Regions from separate parts of the Mus musculus genome. Here region 2 is linked to region 1. The links are chromatin contacts, called in public HiCAR-type maps. All regions are on one chromosome and are shown on one strand. The core of a region is the stretch at or near the end of the contact, and the rest is flanking DNA. Distances in the headings are between cores, read along the strand shown.

Region 1 (3,545 bases), core at 740-3,239:
AATAGGTGGATACCCCGGAGGCTTCCCTGGGGGCGCAGTGCTGTGCGCGTGCAGTGGTGGGAGGGGGCTCAGACAGTGCACAGGGGACAGCTTGGACTCTGGAGTGTCTGGAGAATTTGAAGTTTTTAATTCTTTTCAGTCAGTACTGTGTAGAACAGAAAGCATTTTTATTTGCTGATGATGCTAACTTTTATCAAATGCTTTCAAAGTCCTAGTTTCTGTCCCGTGATCTTTTCCGGTTTACTGGTGGCCGAGTTTAAAGTTTACAGGGTGTAAGGAGTTCTCCAACATCAGAAAGTAAGACTGCAGTATTTTATCACCTGCTATTGATGTCGGAACCCTTTGTCTAAATGGGGTTGCCAAAATGAAACTGGTTTACTTAAAAAACAGCAATGTGTGTTCATGTGTTCAAGGTGTGTATGTGCACACGTGGAGGCAGAGGCCAGCCTGAGCTCTTGCTGCCTCTGCACTGGCCATCTGGGTGTTTTGGGGATGTCTTTCACTGGCCTGGAGCTCACCAAACAGGCTGAGCTGGTTGGCCAGTGAGTCTCGGGATCTGCCTGGTTCCACCTCCCACAGATGGGGTTGCATGTATGCGCTAGCATGTATGCTAGCATGTATGCGCTAGCATGCCCACCCAGCTTTTTACATCAGAGTGGGGGGGGGGGTCTTACTCAGATCCTCGGACTGCCAGGGCACGCCCTTTGCTGACCCAGGCATCTCCCAGTCCAGAAACCGAATCTTAAGGGATCTGGCCTTGGCATTCTGAGTTATCTATTAATGTTACCAGTGGAGCAAATTTTGCTGGTGCTGTTTTGGAGAGAGAAGTTCTGAGGCCTAGGAGTGGGGAAAGGGCAAAAAGGATGGGCCAGTGCAGAGGAGGCTCTGTGCGTCTCTCCAGCTGCTGAGGAAGGATTTTCCCTAGGGAGACAGCAAACTTGCTGCTGGTTCTACCATTGAGCAGTTTTCACCTTCCATGTTAGGATGGCTGACCTTGTGGGCATTAGAAAATCAAAGCAGTTGCATTTCATGTATTTTTTTGTGTGTTAGTGCTGGTTACGGTGGTGGTGGAGGTGGTGATGTCTTATAGAGTCAAATCTGGCCTCAGATTCATTATATAGCTCTGGCTGGACTTGAACTCCTGATCTGCTTGCTTCTAGGAAGTTACTCTTCACCTCTTTTCCGTTTTCACCATGAGTTATCTGTATCTGTTGTATAGAAACAGATAGGAAAGCATAGCAATAATGCATTTAATAGGAAATCATATTTTAAAACCTTTATTTATGCAAATTTATTTAAATAAATCAAGAATATTAATTTTAGAATTAATTAATACAATATATTTTATGTATAACATTGTATTTTATTATATGCAATATATAAAATTTATATATTTATATGTAATTTACAATATAGTCTTATGTTTATATATAAGTGAATAAAATTAAAAATTTCATATTTTATCAATTAATTAAGCATATCAGTTTACTTTTCTGCCACTGTGGCCAAAATGCTTGGCAGAGTCAACTTACATGAAGAAAGTTTGTTTATTTACTTAGGCTCACAGTTTCAGAGCATTTTGATCCTTCCTGTAGGGGAGCCGAGGGACAGGGGCAGGCAGGCTCCTCTATCAGGAGGAGGAAGTGAGGCAGGAACCAGATGGCCTACTTCTGCCAGCAAGGTCACCTTCTAAGGTTTCTACAGCCCTTTAAAATAGAGTCACAGACTGGGAGCAGGCATTTAAAACGAAGCTGGTGGGGGACCTTCCTGCTTCAACTCACAGCCTTAAGTGTCTTACTGAAACCTCAGCATGCTTAAACACTTCTCCTACTCTTGGGTTGGCTGTACGTGTACAGCAAGGGGTAGAGGTGCTAACAGAAGCTTCAGACCATGCTAATAAAAGTCATTTTCTCCACTCACTACATTTCTCTCCCTCTCCTGCACACACCCTGTCAGGTCAATGTTCAAGTTCTTAATCACAGGCCTTTCCCTGAAACACTGGGTGCTTTGTTTGGCCGTCCTTCAAGGATCAGATTTCCTGCGTTCAAAGGGAACCTGGAACCTGCTTGTGCTTGCCTTTTGTCTCCTAAGACACCCTCTGACATCCTCTGAGGTCTGCAGTATGATGAACATTCTTTTGAAGAATGGTGTTGAGGAAGGCTATTTTCTTTCTTTCTTTTTTTTTTAAAGATTTATTTATTTATTTATTATATGTAAGTACACTGTAGCTGTCTTTAGACACTCCAGGAGAGGGCATCAGATTTCGTTACGGATGGTTGTGAGCCACCATGTGGTTGCTGGGATTTGAACTCGGGACCTTCGGAAGAGCAGTCTTAACCACTAAGCCATCTTGCCAGCCCGGCTATTTTCATAAAAGGTTTGTATTCCTGCCTTGGTGCTTCTGTGGCTTATTTCTGCTCACGTGACCTTGTCAGTTATGTTAGGGTGCATCCAACTTCGGTAGGCTGTTCTCTTCCCTGCTTCTCTAACAAAAGGTTTTCCTTTCCCCTTCCCCTCCTTCCCTTTCTCTCTCTCTCACTCTCTCTCTCTTTCTCTCTCTCCCCTTTCTCCCCTTTCTCCCCTTTCTCCCCTTTCTTCCTTTTTCTCGAGACAGGGTCGCTACATAGTCCTGGCTGTCCTGGAATTCTATAGACCAGGCTGGTTCTTGAATTCCCAGACATTCTGTGTCTGCCTCCTAAATGCTGGGATTAAAGATGTGGTCCTCCACACCTGACAGTTTATTTTATCTTACATTTCCACGTTTATCACTGAGGAAAGTCGAGGCAGGAACCTGGAAGCAGGAACTGAAGCAGAGACTGGGGGAGGAGTGATGTTTATCATCTCACTCAGCATGCTCTATGCACCCAAGCCCGCCTACCTAGGAGATCTCCCCTATCAGTCACTAAGAAAATGACCCACAGACTTGACTATAGGCAAGTTTGATAGCCACAACTCAACTCACAATCCTACTTCCCAGATACGTCCAGATTTGTGTGTGTCAGGTTGACAGGGAAGATTTTGTTTTTTCCTTCTTTAAACTATTAATGCTAATCAGATATGTTTCAGAAGGTGCCCCAGAAACCCCAGAGTTGCAGCATTCTGCTTTGAAGTAACTGAGACACAGGGTTCTTGTTTATACAGAAAGCTGCTTGCCTGGAGACTTGGCATCACCTCAAAGTACTGATACAAGGATGTCACTTCCGGCGTCTGCCGTCACTTCCGGCGTCTGGCATCATGTCTGGCGTCTGACATCATGCTAGGTGCCATGCTTTTTACTTGCCGTTAACTCCGTAAGGATGGATAAATCATATAAAGATCATTTGGTGTGTGCACCTTTCAGAAGACAAAATAGCAGCAAACATAACTCTAATTGACTTTGATTTCCCAAAAACAAAATGGAACAGACATTCCAATGGGCACTGTTTGGACACCCAGCCCCCTTAATTTTTCAGTTTGACTGCATGGCACTTAAGGCCAGTGACTCCATTTCTGTTTGATCTGGCCTTATGCAATAGCTGGGTCTAAAACAAAGACTTCCTGGAATT
Region 2 (3,545 bases), core at 699-3,198, 650 kb before region 1:
CCAAGGCCCACCTTCCTCCCTGGTAGCTTTTGCTCTGGGCCACTCCCAAATCAAGGGGAGTAAAGATAAGCCCCTTAAGCTGCCTTTCCACAGAGTCTCCAAGTTTTTTTTAAAAGAAACTAATTATTAATCTTTTAAAATGAGGTCTATTCTGTCTCGCTGGTACATGGAATTCAGGCTGTTCTCTACAATGCTACCTGGAGCTAGGATGGAGGTTAAGATTCAAAAAAAGAAAAAAAGAAAAAATGAAAAAAAAAAAAACCCACCAAAGTGTTCACAGCTGGTCCCAATTTCCAGAGTTTTCCTTGAGCAGACACTTTCTAGATAATGGCACCCACCTTTAACCAGAGCACGCTAGAGGCAGAAGCAGGTGGATCTCTGAATTCAAGGCCAGCCTGGTCTACAGAGTGAATTTCAGGACAGCCAGGGTGCACAGAGAAAGTCACAGACCCCTGAGTCTCACCCCCTGTTGGGGTGTGCGGGTTGGGACAAAAAAAGAAAAAAACCCAAAGCAACCCATTTCCTTGTGACTGTGAGCCTCGTGTTAACTCTGTTTTAAATTTTCTGTGTGTATGGGTGTGTGGCTTACAAGTATTTCTGTCACTGAGAGCAGAGCTGGTGACTTCTGAGGGCAGAAGGAGATATCAGATCCCCAAGTAGCCCGAGAACTGAAGTTATAGATAGCAGTGAGCTCACAATCGATACTAGGATTGAACTCGGGTCCTCTAGAAGAGCAGCCATTAACCTTTAAGCTTAACCATTAAGCCACCCCTCCAAATCCAAATTCTAGATCTAAATCCTATTATGAAGGCTTTGGCCTCGGCTTTGTTTTTATGGAGCAGAGCACCAGACTCCACAGCCTACCATCTTCTTAGACTCACTTCTCTCTGTATTCCTTTTGATTATTTATTGATACAGAAGCACATTTGTAAAAATAATATCCTATTAAAAAAATAGAAATACTGCCCATAGACTTACCCATGGCAGGGATGGTGTGACATACTTACTGTCCCCAGAACAGAGCCAACAGGGCATGGGCTTCTATGAGTGTTGATGGCTGCTGTAGGTGTAAGGCTTGTTTGTTTTATATATCTATATCTATATCTATATCTAGTCTATATAGATATAGATATGTATATTGGTTTTTTTGAGACAGGGTTTCTCTGTATAGCCCTGGCTGTCCTGGACCTTACTTTGTAGACCAGGCTGGCCTCAAACTCAGAAATCTGCCTCCCCAATGCTGGGATCAAAGGTGTGCGCCACAACGCCCAGCTAGATATATGTTTTAATTCATGTTCCTCCTTCTGGAAGTTTTCTCCCTGCCAGGGTTATTGGGGAATGTACTCTGTACTAAGGCTAATGACTCCATGATAATTAGAAGTAGCATGAGCCCAGGAGGCAAGAATGTGGCTGTGTCTCAGCAAAATGGTAAACACTGGGACCTTCAGGTCAGCCCTTAAAGCTGTGGGAAAGAACTCTGAAAACACGTGTTTAAAATATGTAATTTCTCAACCATGTAAAATATAAGGATGCAATATGAATTACATAAGGAGCTTCACAGATCTAAAAGAACAGAAGCAGGTGCACTGAGCCAGTTTGTCAGAAAGATGCTAAAGAAGGAGATAAAGAGATTTGGGGAGTAGTGATCTGTTGTGTCCCGCTAGCGGTTCACATGTCTGGGTTCTAGTCTGGAAAGGCATCTTGGAAACCTGGAAGAGAAGGGGGGAGGGGACAGCTAGGCAGCACGAGAGAAAAAATGGAACCAAGACAAGGCTCTGCTCAAGGTTCAATTTTACTATTACGACATTCAGTTATGAAGCAGGGGAAGGGACCCGATTCCCGCCAAATCATCTTGGAGTAAAGATGCAGGTGACCACGTGATGGCTCTGGAACAGCTAGAAGGCAGGCAGTGGGAGTGGCAGGACGATGGGGCGGCAAGCTCCGCTCCAAGCTCTCTGATACTGAAACCTGAGCAAACAGGTTTCAGGCTGGGGAGGGGAGGTTACAGTGATCAATAAGCAAGACCCCACCCAGCTAAGTTTTTTGTTTCTGCTTACTAGGCCAGGCAGATTCCTGAATTCAAGGTCAGCCTGTGAGGCTAAAGCAAGGTTAGGCTCAGGCTAGTAGGAAGGACACCCAGCTATCTTATGGTCTGTGCTTAACAAAGGCAGGTAGATCTCTGAATTCTTTTTCAAGATTTAAAAAAAAAAAAAAAAAAAAAAGGGGGTATACATCATCCTTTTCCTAAGAGTCAAGGGGCTTAGGAAACCCTTTTAGGTCCTGTAATGCTGATTTGTGAGGTGGTCTACAGGGAACCTGTAAATGACTGAATTGATATGTAAAACAAAAACAAAAACAAAAATAAAAACAAAAAAAAAAAAACTGGGCTTTTGGTCTGCAAGAGATTAATCAGCAGAGAATGATAGTTTTTTGTTGTTATTGTTTTGTTTTTTTTTTTTTTTGTTTTTTTGTTTTTGTTTTTTTTATAGTAGCAAGAGCTGAGCTGTCTAGAGATTTCTGGAGATCGAATACAGCTCTTTTAGAATTTTTTTTCTAACAGAATTTCTGACCTTAGTTGTAAACCCAAGAATTGCTTGGTGGGGAAACAGCTCTTTTAGATTTTTTTTTTCTAGAATATCCACAAATATTTTATAGCAGCTTTCCTGACTTTGGTTGGAAAACCCATGAGCTATCCAGAGTTTTTAGAAATTGTTCTAGCAAGAGGGAGCTGTCTGGAGCAGATTACAGAGCTATCTACAGAGAGCTGTCTAGGGAGCCATCTTCAGCAGACTACAAAGCTGTCAGCTTGTACCCACGATTTGACTTTGAGTCATTTGTTTCGCCTCTCCCAAACACCCCTTCTCTTAGAATCCCTGTCCAAGCCGAGGCTGGTCCTTAGCAAAAGACTGTCAAGTTTTGAAAAAATAACTAATAGGAAGCCTGTGAGATGGCTCAGCATGGAAAGGCACTTGCTGTCTGCCTATGACAGGAGCACAAGCTACATTGTAGATGGAGTAAGCCAGCTCCTGAAAGTCCTCTTCTGACCTCTACACTCATGCCCGATACACACAAAACAAACAAACAAACACATAGATACATAAATAATTTAAAATTACAAAGTAAAATTTTCATTTTATTTTATTTTACTTTGAGACAATGTTTCTTGTAGCCCAGGCTGGCTTCAACTTGCTATGTGGCCAAAACTAACCCTTGCCTCTTCCCCCGCCCCCCAACATAATATTTTGGGGGGGGGGGAATTTCATACAATGCACTCTGATCACACTCACTTCCCATTCCTCCCAGGTTCCCCCTCCCACCCTTGTGCTCCCTCCCCAAATATACCAAGTTCAATTTGTTTTGTTCATTTACTCAATGGAGCATGGTCAAACTCCCAGTAGCCAGCCCCTTAAAGAAAACTGAGTTCTTCCCCTCCCCCCAAGCCCACACCAGAAGCCATCAACTGTGAAGAGCTACATTTCAGCATCTTTATCACAGTTTTAAAGGACTCTCCTCACACAGAACCTTCAATGTCTCTCATTCTCAGC

Evidence for each region. HiCAR-type assays count read pairs that join an accessible place to other places.
Region 2: a contact with region 1 is called in a HiCAR-type map of embryonic stem cells, with 2.6 times the contacts expected there. The contact joins two enhancer-like sites. A contact is called at or near these places in 4 of 115 datasets of contacts at active chromatin or transcription factors (embryonic stem cells and microglia).

The regions. Positions count from the first base shown.
Region 1 is chr3:8,987,190-8,990,734 of GRCm38.p6, reverse strand. It overlaps a transcript of Tpd52 not described here. Among named protein-coding and RNA genes, the nearest start is that of Tpd52, 25 kb to the right of the region's middle. Within about 2 kb of position 1,989, at least 59 of the 459 cell types and tissues checked have an H3K27ac peak or open chromatin away from gene starts, as enhancers often do. A contact at or near this core is called in embryonic stem cells, where this site is marked.
Region 2 is chr3:9,640,619-9,644,163 of GRCm38.p6, reverse strand. No RefSeq gene overlaps it. Among named protein-coding and RNA genes, the nearest start is that of Gm33169, 21 kb to the left of the region's middle. Within about 2 kb of position 1,948, at least 9 of the 459 cell types and tissues checked have an H3K27ac peak or open chromatin away from gene starts, as enhancers often do. A contact at or near this core is called in embryonic stem cells, where this site is marked.